3 separate regions of the Mus musculus genome follow, and regions 2 and 3 are each linked to region 1. The links are chromatin contacts, called in public Hi-C maps. All regions are on one chromosome and are shown on one strand. The core of a region is the stretch at or near the end of the contact, and the rest is flanking DNA. Distances in the headings are between cores, read along the strand shown.

Evidence for each region. A called contact is a pair of places that touch in the nucleus more often than the background predicts.
Region 2: a Hi-C map of cerebral cortex shows a contact between it and region 1, with 2.9 times the contacts expected there. The contact joins two enhancer-like sites. A contact is called at or near these places in 1 of 39 promoter capture datasets (pre-B cells), 7 of 15 datasets of contacts at CTCF or cohesin (CD8 T cells, the NIH/3T3 cell line, embryonic stem cells and 2 more), 83 of 484 Hi-C or Micro-C datasets (3T3-L1-derived adipocytes, B cells, the BV-2 cell line and 45 more) and 10 of 115 datasets of contacts at active chromatin or transcription factors (the 230-238 cell line, CD8 T cells, bone marrow-derived macrophages and 5 more).
Region 3: a contact with region 1 is called in a Hi-C map of muscle stem cells, with 2.3 times the contacts expected there. The contact joins two enhancer-like sites. A contact is called at or near these places in 1 of 15 datasets of contacts at CTCF or cohesin (pro-B cells), 37 of 484 Hi-C or Micro-C datasets (the 3T3-L1 cell line, the AML12 cell line, the Ba/F3 cell line and 24 more) and 1 of 9 other capture datasets (embryonic stem cells).

Annotation. Positions count from the first base shown.
Region 1 is chr4:120,126,904-120,129,630 of GRCm38.p6, forward strand. Hivep3 (human immunodeficiency virus type I enhancer binding protein 3) reads left to right here. Exons shown (of 9, transcript NM_010657.3): 7 at 1,373-1,459. Among named protein-coding and RNA genes, the nearest start is that of Edn2, 33 kb to the right of the region's middle. Within about 2 kb of position 1,293, at least 50 of the 459 cell types and tissues checked have an H3K27ac peak or open chromatin away from gene starts, as enhancers often do. A contact at or near this core is called in the C2C12 cell line, cerebral cortex, cortical neurons and 4 more, where this site is marked.
Region 2 is chr4:119,900,281-119,902,980 of GRCm38.p6, forward strand. The region is part of intron 1 of Hivep3 (human immunodeficiency virus type I enhancer binding protein 3); the gene reads left to right. Among named protein-coding and RNA genes, the nearest start is that of Hivep3, 87 kb to the left of the region's middle. Within about 2 kb of position 1,346, at least 48 of the 459 cell types and tissues checked have an H3K27ac peak or open chromatin away from gene starts, as enhancers often do. A contact at or near this core is called in cerebral cortex, cortical neurons, muscle stem cells and 1 more, where this site is marked.
Region 3 is chr4:120,367,539-120,370,238 of GRCm38.p6, forward strand. All of the region lies in intron 3 of Gm36574 (a long non-coding RNA gene), which reads right to left. Among named protein-coding and RNA genes, the nearest start is that of Gm36574, 28 kb to the right of the region's middle. Within about 2 kb of position 1,338, at least 72 of the 459 cell types and tissues checked have an H3K27ac peak or open chromatin away from gene starts, as enhancers often do. A contact at or near this core is called in the C2C12 cell line, cerebral cortex, cortical neurons and 3 more, where this site is marked.

The DNA.
Region 1 (2,727 bases), core at 43-2,542:
CACACACACACACACACACACACACACACACACACACACACACAGGTTTTCTTGTCCCCACCCCCGGCTCTATCTGTCTGCCCATTCTCCTTTTCCCCTCTGGACTGGCCTCCCATACATTCCCACGTGTGGACATCCATCCTCCGATCATGTAGCCGCCCATCTTTCCATCTGCTTACAGGCCAACTTCCACCAGTTCCCCTGTTTATTTTTCCCCGTGGACCTTGCCTCCTCTGTCTGCCTGCCTGCCATCGGCTTCTCCTCCAGTGTCCATCTGTCCTCATGCTTCTATCTTTCTCTCCATGTTCCTCCATTCGCCATACCTCGTCCCCCTGTGCACTCGTTCCCAGAGACTCCATCTTTCCATTCTACCTCCTTCCGTCCATCCATTCAGACTCAACAATTTAAGGCTCATGGGACAGCGTACCTGACCCCGGGAGCTTCAGACATGTTATAGGATCAGCCATGTGGAAATACAACAGTCCTCAGAGCACAACCCAAAGGAACTTCCTGTGACGTCTGTCTGTGTTCTCTGGGGACAGGACAGGGAGCTTAGCCTCTCCTCCCTGAACCTGCTGTCCACAGAGCTCCTCACCCTGCAGCCTGTCACAGGTGTGCACCATGGAGAACCTGACATCACTGTTGCTGTTGTTGTTACCCTGGCCTCAGAAGCTATCGCTCCAGTTCCCCAGCCTATGGGGCCAGGCCTACAACTTGGGGCAGTACCTCAGGGCTTCACAGAGCCTTGGACAACCCATTCCCATAGCACTCTAGTCCTCTGTCTGCACTGTGCCCCAGAGAGGGGGCTGTCCCTAAGACAGTCCCAGCCTGCGTCCCAGAGCCTGTGGGGCTCATGTCCCTTGCTGCTCACCTCACTGCTCCTGCAAGGAACCATGCCCTGCTTTCTCTGCTTAGACCCTAAGGATTGGCCTGATTGTAGTATACTCGGTCAGAAGAACTTCTCAGCCCGCAGCTACTGTATTAGTCATGAGAATCCCATGTCACTCCAGCATTTAAGATTGCAAATCATCTTATCTGAGTGTGCCACCAGCCCCGGGGCCCAAACATAAGACAGAAGCAGAAGAAAAAAAATGCACCTGAGTGGTCTTTCAACTTCTCTGTGTTTTAACCAGCATCTCTGGTTCTCACTGTACCCTGCCCCCTCCCCCCCAGCTGCATGCCCTCCCTGCCCCAGCTCCTGTGTTTGACCTTCTGTAGCAGTTACAGTTGCATAGTCTGGCTGCATGCTGGAGCACAGGAGGCCTTGGCCCCTGCCCAGCCCTCGGCACTTGTGTAAGGAGCTGTGGCCTGGCAGCTGTGTATTGCCCTCCCCCTACCACCAGGCCATGAGTCTGTTCTCATTTCTTTCCAGGGAATCTGACTAAGCACATGAAGTCGAAAGCCCACAGCAAAAAGTGCCAAGAGACGGGGGTGCTGGAGGAGCTGGAAGCCGAAGAAGGTACTGTACCAACCTCCTCTTTCCCTAACTCCCTCTCCACTTCACATCCCTCCCCCTTACCCCTGACCTTCCCCCTTTCCAGACACCCTCATTTCTACTACTGTTCCCCTTCCTCTCTCTCCCTCCCACCATCTTTCCCTTCTATGTCCTCCCTTCTAGTTTGCTGAACAACTGGGAAGCAGCAAATGTTAAATTCATAAAATGCTCCCCAGTGCCACAGAGCCAGTCACTGTGCAGTTCAGTATAACCTAGTGTTCCAGCAGAAAGCCAGCCCCAACGGGAACTCGGCGCACCCAGTGTGTGCCAAGCACAGTCTAAACACGTGCCTTGAGTTGTCTTAGTGGGACCTGGATAGATCTTCAGGCACTTAACTAGAAGTCTCTTCTGATAGGAACCTGCAATGTGGTCTGTGGGACTGCGAGTGTCACTGAGAAAGGCAAAGCTAGATCGGGTAGGTCCATCCCTTCTCGGCCCTGACACATCACTACAACCTGACTATGGTCCTCCAGCATCAGAAACAAGCTAGAGGCAGACTGATAGCAGACAAGGCAGGGGACACGGGTAAGGAGGGAGGCCAGAGGGGCTGCGGCAGATAGAATGACAAACCTTAGCTGTAGATTCTCAGGAGTCAGGGTCAGGGCTTAGTGTGACAAGACGAAGAAGGGAGTGGGTCAGGGGGGTGGGGGGCAGAGAAGAAAGGAGAAAGCTGTGGTTTTTATTTTCTGTTTGTGAAGCAATCTAACAAGAGTTAGATCATGTTTCTTTTAACACTGAATAAACCAATGTTTACAACAATCCACTCAAAGCACTGTCTTCACAAATTATAATGTGAGGCCCCCATGTTGTCAAAATGCATGCCAGGCTACTATAGATGGTGTCCTGGCGAGGGCCCTGTAACATAAGCCCAGACATGGGACCATGAAGGACCATGAAAGACAGGGGGCCTTGGCTGACCTCTATCCTCTATCCTTGAGTATAATGGGAGTGATACATATGTCCTCTGCCTGTGTGCGGAGAACTCCAGCAGGGGTGTAGGGATGTGATCTAGGCCAGACACATGAGCACAGTTCAGGTGAGAAGTGGTCTGATTCCAGATGCTTTCAGAGACTGAGCCCATAGATGGTCCTGCTACATCATAGAGGGCAGAGGAGGGGAGGGAAAGGGCCAGGGATGGCTCCAAGCTTTGTAACCTAAGAGACTGGAAGGATGGAGTTGTTACTTCATGCACCAAGGCAGACCCAGCGACGGGCATTAGGATCTGGGTATCC
Region 2 (2,700 bases), core at 96-2,595, 230 kb before region 1:
ATTATAAATGAGGCTGCTATGAACACAGTAGAGCATGTGTCCTTCTTACCAGTTGGGACATCTTCTAGATATATGCCCAGGAGAGGTATTGCGGGATCCTCTGGTAGTACTATGTCCAATTTTCTGAGGAACCGCCAGACTGATTTCCAGAGTGGTTGTACAAGCTTGCAATCTCACCAACAATGGAGGAGTGTTCCTCTTTCTCCACATCCTCGCCAGCATCTGCTGTCACCTGAATTTTTGATCTTAGCCATTCTGACTGGTCTGAGGTGGAATCTCGGGGTTGTTTTGATTTGCATTTCCCTGATGATTAAGGATGTTGAACATTTTTTCAGGTGCTTCTCTGCCATTCGGTATTCCTCAGGTGAGAATTCTTTGTTCAGCTCTGAGCCCCATTTTTTAATGGGGTTATTTGATTTTCTGGAGCCCACCTTCTTGAGTTCTTTATATATATTGGATATTAGTCCCCTATCTGATTTAGGATAGGTAAAGATCCTTTCCCAATCTGTTGGTGGTCTTTTTGTCTTATTGACGGTGTCTTTTGCCTTGCAGAAGCTTTGCAACTTTATGAGGTCCCATTTATCGATTCTTGATCTTTCTGCACAAGCCATTGCTGTTCTATTCAGGAACTTTTCCCCTGTACCCATATCTTCGAGGCTTTTCCCTACTTTCTCCTCTATAAGTTTCAGTGTCTGCTTTGATTTTTAAAAACATATCTTTTGCTGTCTACACCTTTAGGTTCTCTATCTATTGTTTCAACCATCTGCAGATCTAAAATATTTTTAAAACTATTGTGAGGTATCTGGATTGAATATGATGTCTTTTCTCTAGTCATTATTCCTTAGCCAGGTCATATACATATACATCATATATATGTATATGTGTATGTATACATATACATATATATGTATACACACATATATATGCATACACATAGACATATACATGCACACATATATATGCATACACATAGACATATACAAGCACACATAGGCATACACATGCACACACACACACATATATGCACACACATATATAGTTGCATGTGTAATATGTAGTGAGTGACTACATAATATTGTGTTGCATACTAATTTAGAGATTATTTAGAGTATACTGTGGAAAGGTACATAGGTTATATGCAAGTACTGTACCATGTTATATATGGGACTTGAGACTTCTCCTGTGGTGGTGTAGGAACCCTGGAACAAATCTCCTATGGATGCTGAAGGGTGGTTGTACTGACGGCAGCCAAGAGGAGGTTTCCACGGCAGCCTCTATTCACCAGACTCCTGGGGAGAGAAGTAACAGCTCACTCCCTGCTGCTGACTGGGAGAGAGCACATGGGCTCTTCGGCCTCCTCTGTGCCTCTGCGTCTTGTTCAGTGTGTTTGAGAAGAGGAGCAGCTGGTGGAGATGGCCTGGAAGGTAATGAGTCACAGTTTTCCAGCTGCCTTGCCAGAAATGCTTCCACGGCACCAGGAAGACAAGCCATGTTTGACGAAGAGTGGTCCCCCATATTGGCCAGGCGGAAAGAGTTCTATATTAGGGTTTGGATTACTAAATCCAAAGCTTCTTATACCAGGCATAAAAACCCAGAGCCTCAATGCCTGTCCTCATCTCTAAAGTGAGAGGTTTGGCTCAGAGCCGGGAGACAGCTGCTCCAAGACTCTCACAGGCCTCAGCGTATTTGTGACCATGATTAAGTTCACCCAGGGCCAGGAAACCGCTCTACTCTGAGTGACTCTAGGGCCACTGAGCCCCTGCATCCTCCCACAGGCTGTATCTGGGGAGCAGAGAGCCGCCACAGCCGTGCTCATCTGTCTTCAGAGTGTGTCTCCAAGGGAAGAGTGTTCTCATTCTGCGAGTGGGGAGCTATTAGACTGCTGGATTCTCAAGCAAATGGCCGATCTGAAGTCCCCTCCCCACAGCCTGCTCATCAGTCTGGGCTTGATACTTGCTAATTTCCTTTCCTGGACAAACTTGTCACCACCACTCTGAAAATAAGGTGACCAGATGGGAACACAATGCAGATTTGATCCACTTGTTACAGAGGAGCGTAAGGAGGCTGCTGGCTAGTCGGAATTCAGATGTCTCCTCAGACAGCCTCACGCTGGCTTGATTTCCAGTCTGTGGCTTTCTGTGAAACACCTGCCCATTTTCAGTCTTTGCAGAATTTGACCTTGGTGCTCCTTTGTGGGCGAAGGACTGGTACAAAGGGAAGGAGTGCCTCTGGCTCCCACCCCTAGGAGGGACTGGGCAGTCCCCTGGACGTGTGAACTGCTTATTCTAAGCAATAAACATTTGAGTGACTGGGCTTGCTTTGTTCTGTGAAATAGGACCTTGGGGTTCTTCATGCTAACATAAAACAGCTTTTTAGAATGGCCAATGGCCATGGCATTGTATGCACTTAGGGGTTTCTCTATAATGTATGCACTTAGGGGTTTCTCTATAATGTACGCACTTAGGGGTTTCTCTATAATGTACGCACTTAGGGGTTTCTCTGGGCCTCTGCATGTTTGTCCTTAAATTAAGCAGCATTTCTAGCTCTAACTTAGGTGTCTGACAAGGATCCATCTCTGTGGGTACAGTGGCTTCTACTGCATGAATTTGACCTTCTTTTAGCTCCCCCTGCAAAAGACTCACTTATTTCTTTATTTTTACCTCTCAACTTTTATTTCTTATCTCCTCCTGGCATCTTGCC
Region 3 (2,700 bases), core at 88-2,587, 240 kb after region 1:
CAAGAGTGGTCTATGGAACACTCACAGTTGCACAATGTGGTCCTCTGAGACTCATCTTCAGAGAGCACAGAAGTTCATCTGTGGTTGACAGCAAGCTATGAGTTACTCTACAGAGAGGACAGTAGAGTAGCTAGCACATGGCTGACTGAAGAGAAGCGGCTACTCTTTCCTTTCCCCTCACATCTTTTTCCTCTAGCACTGTTCTCTGAATTTCTTCAGTGGCAACTGTTTCCTTCCTTAGGGTTTGATTTTGGAAGAATCCCAAGGTCAGAGGGTCAGAGGGTTAGCAATGGAACCAAAGAGGGACACCTGCAGGGACACAGAGGGGAGGGCTTCTTTCCTGTTGGCCCATGCAAGCCTTACATGGCTTCCTCTGCAGAGGTAGGTTTGCATCTCCCTAAATAGGTGGTCATTGTGGAAGTTCAGAGAGGAGGACTCTGGCTTCTGCGGCAGCCTGTCATCTGTGCCAAGCCAGATGTCATAAACAGGATGACACAGCACCTATTCCACACCCCCATCCCTCTTAAGTGAGTGAAGCAGAGCCCTGCCTGCCTTCTGCTGCTTGCTGATGGACATAGGGGAGTTTCAAGGACAACTCAGAAGGTTCAAACTAGACAGTGACCTTGGCAGTATCTAGCCCAACTCCCTCCTTCCGCACTCTCCCTTATCTATAAGGAGAAGAAAGCCAGAGGGAGCAAGCACCACCCAAAGTCTCCTGACCCTCACCCCGTGTCCTAAAACTGCCCTGAGACACAGCTCTGCCTAAGAGGAGCTAACAACTCCTCTCCTAGGATTTCCTGAGAATAGCTACAGCTGTGAAGGAAAGAGAGTAAGCCTAAGAAGAGATGTAGGGTGGAGGGAAGGCTGCCAGCTAAGAGAAATGGACAAATCAAGGGATGCTACCCCACACTTTGAGCTCAAGGCCCTCCCTGCTATGGAGCCCTTCCTCAGCAGAGGCCAGCTAGACAGCCACTGTGTCTTTGGCTCCCCAGGTGACCAGGCAAGCACATCTGTCTTCAGCATCTTCATCTATGAGCGAGAATAAGTACTGTCTCATATCTATCCCAAGACATTCACCTTGCCTGTAAGGGCTATAGCCCACAGCAGAACCTGATAGCCATAGTGACAGAGGTGCTCTGTGCCACCAACTCCCTCAGGGCCCAGGGCAGGTGCAGAAAGGGTCTCTAGCTTAGGGTTTTTGCCTCAGTCTCCCATTAGATCCACTCTCTGGATCATCTTTGCCCCTCCATTTCCCCCAAATCTTCTAGCCTCCTTTAGCAGTTGCTCATGGGAGACTGAGCCTAGGAAGGTGCGCCACCTAGGGGCCCTTGGCTTCCACTGTAGCATGAAGGTACAAGGAAGGAAGTAGCAGGCAGGGTTGGCTCCATCTGACTTCTGGGCAGTTAAGAAAATTCAAAACGGGGAAAGTGGAAAATCAGACAGCAACAACACGACATAATCCAGACCAGATCTCAGGCCTTCTGATCTAGCAAGCTCTTCTTTTTGTCTCCGTGTTCCAAGGACATCTGGGTAGAGGGACATTCACCCATTAAAGTAAGAGTAAACGATACTCTTTGGTGGCACAGAAGTCCTTTTAAATCACTGGGAAATGTTCTCTGCTTGTTTCCATGAAGATTTGGAGTGGACTGGAGTAAGCTGTGGGTGGGAAAGGCCTGATGGAAACCGCAGGGGACAAACCAGGGCCTGGCTTCATCAAGGACTTGGCTGTGTGACTCCAGTTGCTGACCAGGAGAAAGTTCCAGAAAAGTAGCAAAGTGGGATCAACTTCCTTCTGTGTTCTGAATAAAATTTGAAAGCAAGCATGTGACTCACTTTCAAGCAACCACTGGGGCCATCTGCCCCTCCCCCACCAGTCTAGGACAAGAGCCAAAGTTCTTGCCTCCCTCCCTCCCCTTCCCTCCTCTCCCCTCCCTGACCTTTATCTTTCCCACCCCCATCCTCCCTTCCCACCCACTGTCCCTCATCTATACCCCCAACTGCTACCGGCCACCTCACCACTCTTCTGGACCCTAGGGGTAGTTTTTGCTTTGGCCTCTGCCTGCAGTACCTTCTGTGCAACCCTCCCTCCGATTGCCTTCAGGGTTTTAATTAAATGTCACCTTCTGGAGAGAGGTCTTCCCTACCTGAAGCTCAGCACCTGCCCGGCTTTCTCAGCCTTAGCATTGTTCTGAATGTACTTTTGTCTCCGTCCTGCCTGCATTCAGTCTGCCCGTTGCTGAGTTCTGAGCACAGAGTAACTCTCATTAAGTGTGTGGATGACTATTCAAGTAGTCATTCTAAAAAGAAAGTAAAAACAGAACGCTGACCTACCCCACAGACTGCCCTTGGAAACTCAGAAAACAGTTAACATGCAAATGCTTCATTTGAGAAACCCCTGCCTTTGAGCATTCACTGGTCCCTTGGGCACTAGGAGACAAGGGAAGGCATGGCAGTGCCCCTCACCCCTGTAGATAATGAAGTGGAAGCATCGCCCGCAGGCTCAAGGGCTGGAGGGGGGCCCACAGCTGGTCCGGGTATTGCTAAGAGCCCAGTCTGTAGGCTCAGCCGCTGCAGAGCCATCTCCTTCCCACGCTGCAGCTTCTGTGGAGTGGGGGACCTGGAAGCACTTACGCCAAAGCACTCTGCTGAAGTATTGTTCTTCGCATAAGCACAGCACTTAAGTGGCCACCCAGTCGGCTT